Regions from separate parts of the Mus musculus genome. Here region 2 is linked to region 1. Evidence: chromatin contacts called from public Hi-C data. All regions are on one chromosome and are shown on one strand. The core of a region is the stretch at or near the end of the contact, and the rest is flanking DNA. Distances in the headings are between cores, read along the strand shown.

Region 1 (3,758 bases), core at 330-2,829:
CCTTGGCTGTTGTTTTGTGTCTGACTCTCTTGTGGGTTTCCTGCCCCATCTGGGTGGAGCAGTTCTCTGAGCAGAGGCCACACCTCCTCCTGCCTCAGTGTCCCCCATAGCACCTCTCTCACAGGTCAGTCTCCACATAGGACTGGCTGTGCAGGGCAGCTCTTCCCTACCTGTGGACCACTGGCTCCCTACTGATGATGCTTCAGCTGCCTCCTGGGCCTCAGAGCCAGCCCTGTTTGCTCACAAGCATGATGTCCCCATTTCTGGGTTTGCCCATGCTGGGCCAGGGAAGAAAGGGCAGGGCCGCCATCGAGGCCAAAGTGACCTCACCAGAAGGCTATGTGTGCTGCCTAGCAACCTAGCGCCAGCAGGATGGCAGGCACTTCCTGCTAAAGCCACTTTTCCTTCAAATGCTGTTTCCTGGCACCCTGCCTGGGTTATGTGTGTGACTACAGAGAGTGAGCTGCATAGGCCTGCTCTTAGGCTGTTAGCTCCTCCTCCACTTGTTCTGTCTATCCTGCCCCAGCACAAGTGCGCACTCTTTGGACATCTGTTCTCAAGCAGGAGCAGGTGGAACCATGAATCATAGGCCTGGACTCAAAAACTAACTGTTTAACCTCAGTTCTGGGAGCGTCCAGACCTGGCTTAAACGCTGGGGAACTCAGGCTAAGATGGTTCAGTTGGCAACGTGCTTGCCATATAAACATGAGAGCTTGGCTTCAGATCTGCAGAACCACACAAAGCCTGGGGGTAGGGTGGCTCAGTGGGTAAGGCTCTTGAGGCCCAGTCATGGTACCTAAAGCTGAACACAGAAGCAGGAGTCTGTAACTCCACTGCTCCAAGGGCAGGATGGGGGCCTGAGACAGGGGGATCCCTGGAGCTCACAGGTCAGCTAGCCTGGCCTATGCAGTGCTGGCAAACAAAGAGGCCCTATTTGGGGGCTGGAGAGATGGCTGCTCTTGCAGAGTTCAGTTCCCAGCACCCATACCAGGAGTCTCATAGTCAACTCTAATTCCAGTTTGGGGGGAGGGGGGGACCTGCTTTTCAGGCATGGCTCTCCCTCCCCCTGGGACCTGTTGAAGGGACTCCCTCTCTACCCTGATTTCACCCAACAGTCTCTTGTCCTTCCTCCCCCAGCGACTCCTGCAGTATGACCCCAGCCAGCGGATCTCAGCCAAGACTGCCCTGGCCCATCCCTACTTCTCTCCTGGACACTCCCTAGCACCCCAACAATGTACAGCAGGGCGTTCCTCCCGCTGAGAACACGTATGTGGGGCCCACCACCTCACACCCTCGCCAGCTGCCTCCCTCCCTTTCTGCCTTTCTGGGGAAGAACAGACCCTGAGGGGCTTGGGTTCATGTCGTCTACAGGTTGGCAAGTTCCTGTATTGTTTGTTGGATTTAATGGAGCACTTTCGAAAGGCATGCAGGTGCTCCCTGCCCAATTGGGGGCAGGGCACAGAACTCCTCTGAATGACCAGACAGTAGGTGTCAGGTTAGATAAGAGACCCTAGCCCTTCGCCTTCACTGCACAGCTGCAGAGCATGGCCCCTGAGAGAGGGTGCCCTCTGCTGGTCTTTTGGTTTAGGCTGTTGGGAGAGTTGAATTCCAGTTCAGAGGACCTAGTTAAACAGGAGGAGGGGCAGGGCAGTTCTCTGATCCTAAGAGTGGTTACAACACCTGAGGGTGTTCTAAGTAGTCGCGTCATCAAAAATAGGCAGTTGATGTCCTTCTGTGTGACACATGGAAAATAAATGTAACTTCTTCCTGAGCTTTTGGTGTCAATCTTCGTATGGGGGACATGGTCTGACAACAAAGGGAAGCTCTCCACAGAGAGCTAGAGGCAGTTCTGGCAGGAACTGAGGGGCTATGGGGCTTCCAGGGTCTCCTTTCATGACCTTCTGTTTCTCAGGCAGGTGAGCTGGGCACATCTACCCCACACAACACATACTTTGGGGTGGGGGAATCCCCAAGCAGTACTGCTTCTGGGCTCACACCCCAGACACACTGACCCCGCAACCCCAAATGAGAGGAGACTCGGCACAGAGATAATCCATTTATTAGAAGCACGGGGTGGGGAGGAACAACGGAACTTCCCATATTTGGGGACAGAGCCCAACACCACAAACGATTGCGCAGTGAGGTGGACACTCAGGAGGAGGACCCGCTGCCTCGGATTACGCAGCTCCAGGGCAAGGTGACGTGTGCATTCTCCCTCCCCCTCTGCAGAGCCCCTCATCAACGCACACAGGATCTTGGCAGGGTGGGGGAGGCCGCGCGGTAGCAGCGATAGCCTTCTAGCATGGCGGGGAGCAGTAGTAGGCCACTTAGAGGATCTTTGCGGCAGCGCCCCATGGCCTCCTTGTAGCTCAGCCTCTCCTTGGTGATGGGGTCTGTCAGATCCTTCTCGTAGCCGGATTCATCTTGCAGGAGCTGGCCCAGGTCTTCGCTGATCATCCCGCAGAGCACAGCCTGAGGGACGGGGATGCGTCCCGTCCTCTTGGGGTCGATGAGGCCCCCAGTCAGGTGCTGTACCAGCAGGTGGGGAAGCACGCTTTCCTGGGGCATCCAGCCCTTCTGGATGGCCTCACCCACCGACAGCCTCTTCCTGGTGACAGGGTCCTCGATGCCGGTGAAGGCCTTCTGAGCATTGAGCAGCCGTTGAGTGGAGGTGTTCTCAATGAGTCCCCGCTCCACCGCCTTGTGTACGGAGTACCGTTCTCGGCTAAGAAGGTCAACAATGCCTCCCGTGGCTGCCTGGGCCTCCAACAGCTTCTGCCCAGTGATAGGATCCAGCATGTTCTTGGCCACAGCTGCCTTGATGCTACACTTGTTGTCTGTGGTTGTATCGTAGATCCCCGCGATGGGGAAGCTATCCTCAGTGAGCCCAAAAGAGAGGCCTGGGGAGAAGAAGCCGGTACTCTGGGGGCCTGGGGAGCAGACTGGAGACTTGGAGATGATGGACCCAATGGAGAGTGAAGAACTCGGCTTGGTCTCCCCTGCCACAAGCAGGGCAAACTCGGAGATGGGGAGGCGGCCATCTTTGTACCTGTGGTACTCTTCTTTGGAAATGCGGCGGCAGCGGAGGGCGGCCTCGATGGAGTATTGCTTCCCGCTCTTGCGGTCCAGGAGCACAGACTCCTCCCCGCAGGGGCTGGAGGTTGTGACTTCTTCCCAGTCACACTCCAGCTCCTGCAGCTGGAGATACTGGCCTCTGTCGATGACACCCCTCTTGTAGGCCTCGTAAGGAGACATGTCATTGCCGGTCTCCGGTTCCAAGATGCAGATCTTGGTGGAGAGGTTGGTCTCCCGGGTCTGGGTCTCCTGGTTGAGCTCCTCCCGGCTCACCTTGGTGTGCAGGTCCCTGAGGGTCCTCTCTTTCTCGTAGATCTTGTCCTTTTCCTGGAGAATGGCAGCCTCGAGCTGCGTGACCGCCTGGCTCCGCTGGGCGGCCTTCTGGCGCTCGCTCTCCGTCTTCTGGCTAAGCAGCCTCCCCTCCTCCTGTAGCTGCCGGGCTTTCTGCTGTTTCTGCTGCTCCAGCTCCCGCAGCTGTCTCTGCAGCCGCCCGCAGTCCTGGCTTGCCTGGTCCCGGGCCCTCTGGAGCTCAGCTTCCTCGCGGGACCAGGACCTCCTCAGAGCCTCGGCTCGGTCGATCCGCTCCTGCAAGCTCCGGACATCCTCCTCCCGGCCCTTGCGGGCTGCGCGCTCCCGGTTAAGGATCTCCCACACTCGGGCCCTCTCGCCCTCCAGCACCGGGT
Region 2 (3,758 bases), core at 887-3,386, 170 kb after region 1:
TATTCAGCTTACACTTCCACATTGCTGTTGATCACCAAAGGAAGTTGGGACTGGAACTCAAGCAGGTCAGGAAGCAGGAGCTGATGCAGAGGCCATGGAGGGATGCTACTTACTGGCTTGCTTCCCCTGGCTTGCTCAGCCTGCTCTCTTATAGAACCAAGACTACCAGCACAGAGATGGCATCACCCACAAGGGGCCCTCCCCCTTGATCACTAATTGAGAAAATGCCTGAGCTCATGGAGGCATTCCCTAACTGAAGCTCCTGTCTCTGTGATAACTCCAGCTGTGTCAAGCTGACACAAAACCAGCCAGTACACCTTGTCTCTAGCTGAGTGTCACGGCACTTCTAAAAATCAGCACTTGAAAAGTAGAGGCAGGGCTGGAGACATGGATGGGTCATCAGTTAAGAGCAATGGCTACTCTTCCAAAGGACCTGGGTTCAATTCCCAGCACCCACACTACAGCTCCTAACAGTCTGCAACTCCAGCTCCAGGGGATCTGGCACTGTAATGAAGACACACATGCAGGCAAAACACTAAAGCACATAAAATAAAAATAAACAAAGCACTAATTTTTTTAAAATCACTTAAAAAAGAAAGAAAGGAAGGAACAAAGAAAGAATGGAAGGAAGGAAGAAAGATAGAGGTGAAGATCAGAAGGAGTTCAAAGCCTCTGCTACACAGCAAGGTTGAAGCCAGCCTGGGCCACCTGAGACGTCTGTCAAAATAATGTGCCTGCTCAGTGGTAGGATGCTTGGCAGGGCATCCCCCTGCACACATGCTAATAAGAGCATACAATTGCAGACACTGCATTTGGCACAGCTTTTGGGCACATCTCTAGAAGACTGGGAAGCCAAGCACACACGTGCTCCTCGGTTCTTATTGGCCTTGCTGCAGAGTGTACGAGGGGCAAGGCATGAAACAAACCACTTCAGAGAACACAGCATGAGGGGAACTGTCAGGACTGGCTAAAATGCAGCAGTTTCCCCAGGAACTCGAGGAATGTTACATGGACTCCTGGCCGCAAGCAGAGAGGACAGCGAGAGGACAGTGTGGCAGAGACAGCTCCCACTGACTAAGTAACTTAGAGCTTCACTGGTTTTCTTCTGCAAACTAACTCTAACCAAGGGGGCAGAGAGGCCAGCAGCTGCTCTGCCTGCACTTTCCAGGACCGGGATGGACTCTACTGTGTATTTCTTTGCTGTGGTTCCCAGAGGCCTTTGGAAGCCCAGGGCATCGCCTACTACAGCACTGAAGAAGCTGGGAGTGGGGTGCGCATTTATAACCCCAGCTCTATGCAGATAATGCAAAAGCATCTTGAATTTGGGGCCAGTCTGCACTACGTAGGAAAACACTGCCAAAACCAACCAACCAAACAAACAAACAAAAAAAAAAAACCAACCAATACCTTGAACCCAACGTACATGCTAAGGGTGCAGAGCTCAACGGTAGGTGACTTGCTTCCCATGCATGAGGCTGTATGTTTGACATGTAGCACTCTAAAGACAAGCCAATAAACGATAACGTAAAGACACAACGGATGGTCCATCTGCCCACAATGAGCAGCAGCTGAAGAGATAACTGGAGGAGAGGCTGGCAAATATAGCTGTCACTGTCCCAGGCTGCTTCTCATCCAGCAATCTGAAGGCATCTTCCAAGCACTGCACTCCTCTCAAGTCAGCACCATCCCTGCTTTATAAGTGTGCAATCTGAGACCTTCCATGGTCTCACAGAGGTTAACGGCAAGATAAAAAATAAGACTTTAAACCCTGATTCCCACTCTCTTCCGCCACCTTTCTGGACATCCACACACTCATTCATGCAAATCCAACCCTGAGAGCTGACTAACAGTCTGCCTTGAGGCAGTGTGCAGGGCGGGGGGGGGGGGGGGGGGCGGGGGCCGATCCCTAGCCTGGAAGGCTTCTCTGCAGCCCACTGGGAAAAGATGGCAGGAAATACCTGTTAAATCCTACAGACCCGGGGAGCCAGGAAGTCTGTGGCATTTATATCTCAATGTGACAATTAATTTCAATGCGGTTCTCATTCTGTCATCCTCCCCCTCCCCCCTCTGGAAAGAGGAGTGGCTCTTGCCCCCTGCTGCTGGATGGCTTTAAAAGGCTGTCTTCTCTGCTCTGTAACTTGATGCTCACGAGCAGACACCCAGCGCTGTCACTTGAGAGTCGAGTCAGTTCTACAGAACTAAAGCCCCGTGTCTACTCTCAGTTTCAGGATGTCCCCCAATCAAACCTAAAGAGCACCCTGGCAAAGCCAGAGGTCAGCTCAGCAGATGGAATTACACACCACATGCTTACTCTCTGAGGGAATGCTCCAGGAGGGCACAGCAATCCTTGAGCCCTTTTAGATCTCAACCAAACCTACAAAGTGCTCCTGGTGATCCACACAAGGGTTCCTGGGCAGAATGTGGGACAGACTGGGTGTGCCTGACCATGACCCAACAGCAGAGTGCTGAGGCTCTGAAGCACGGTGAGGTCAGAAGCTGACTGGCTCCCTGGCAGGCTTGGTAATATTCAACTCTGTGGCTCTGTGCGCCTGCTGAATGAGCGCCGTTCTCATTAGGCTGAAGACAAGATGAGATAACACACATACACTGCCTAAGACAACTGAGCTAGGAAGGGCTCAATACATGTGAGTAGAGAGAGGGAGATGCACGCTACATTCATCCTGTACACTGCTTTCTATTTTAGAGACAGTGTCTCGTGTTATAGACCGGACTGGCCTCACAATGATTCTCCTGCCTCAATATCCCAAGTGCTAGGGTTGTTTGCTCATTTGCTTTTCAAGAGAGGGTTTCTTTGTGTAGCCTTGGCTGTCCTGGAACTCGGTAAACCAGACTAGAATTTAAGTCACAGACATCCTCCTGCCTCTGCCTCCTGAGTGCCAGGATTAAAAGTGCCACCATCACTGGGCCAGAGTGCTAGAGTTATATAGAAATGAGACATCACTGCTGGACTATTTTGGCTTTTTTTTTTTTTTTTTTTTTTTTTTTTTTTTTTTTGGTTTTTCGAGACAGGGTTTGTTTCTCTGTGTAGCCCTGGCTGTCCTGGAACTCACTCTGTAGATCAGGCTGGTCTCAAACTCAGAAATCCGCCTGCCTCTGCCTCCCAAGTGCTGTGATTAAAGACGTGCGCCACCACCGCCCGGCCTATTTTGGCTTTTGAAAGTGTCTCCACATAACCCAAACTGGCCTCAGACTTGACCCCCTCCCACCTCAGCTTCTGAAGTACCACATTATAGGCATGAACCCCATAGCTGACTTAATATGATTTAGAAAAAAAATCTCTAGGGGCTGGAGAGATGGCTCAGAGGTTAAGAGCACTGGCTCTTCCAAAGGTCCTGAGTTCAATTCCCAGCAACCTCATGGTGGCTCACAACCATCTGTAGTGGGATCTGATGCCCTCTTCTGGTGTGTATGAGGACAGCTACAGTGTACTCATACATTAAATAAATCTCTGTTCAGCATTAAACACACACGATGGGTACTACAGAAACCAACATACCAACAAGAACACCAATGTGAATACTCCTCCGGGGTGGGGGTGGGGAGCCTCAGAGTTAAGGTCAAGGCTGCTACCTAGGAATTCAGGAGGAGCTCAGTCACGCAGGGTCCTGCACGGAGATGTAACCGAGGTGACTCACCTGGGGGAAAGTGTGCCATCATAAGTACACCTATATACAAGACGCTTTTGCTTGTCTTCAAGTCATCGTTACAGGCAGAAGAGGCCATCTAAATACACGCAC

The links. Hi-C and Micro-C count contacts between places; a contact is called where the count stands out from the background.
Region 2: a contact with region 1 is called in a Hi-C map of neural progenitor cells, with 4 times the contacts expected there. The contact joins two enhancer-like sites. A contact is called at or near these places in 2 of 39 promoter capture datasets (the C10 cell line and liver), 15 of 484 Hi-C or Micro-C datasets (the P5424 cell line, bone marrow-derived macrophages, brown adipocytes and 8 more), 4 of 115 datasets of contacts at active chromatin or transcription factors (bone marrow-derived dendritic cells, double positive thymocytes, embryonic stem cells and 1 more) and 1 of 9 other capture datasets (liver).

The regions. Positions count from the first base shown.
Region 1 is chr11:116,218,517-116,222,274 of GRCm38.p6, forward strand. It overlaps Evpl (envoplakin), which reads right to left. Exons shown (of 22, transcript NM_025276.3): 22 at 2,043-3,758. The coding sequence ends at 2,239. It also overlaps the pseudogene Cdk3. Among named protein-coding and RNA genes, the nearest start is that of Gm33250, 4.9 kb to the right of the region's middle. Within about 2 kb of position 1,580, at least 134 of the 459 cell types and tissues checked have an H3K27ac peak or open chromatin away from gene starts, as enhancers often do. A contact at or near this core is called in embryonic fibroblasts, myocytes and neural progenitor cells, where this site is marked.
Region 2 is chr11:116,385,400-116,389,157 of GRCm38.p6, forward strand. All of the region lies in intron 2 of Rnf157 (ring finger protein 157), which reads right to left. Among named protein-coding and RNA genes, the nearest start is that of Rnf157, 26 kb to the right of the region's middle. Within about 2 kb of position 2,137, at least 106 of the 459 cell types and tissues checked have an H3K27ac peak or open chromatin away from gene starts, as enhancers often do. A contact at or near this core is called in embryonic fibroblasts, myocytes and neural progenitor cells, where this site is marked.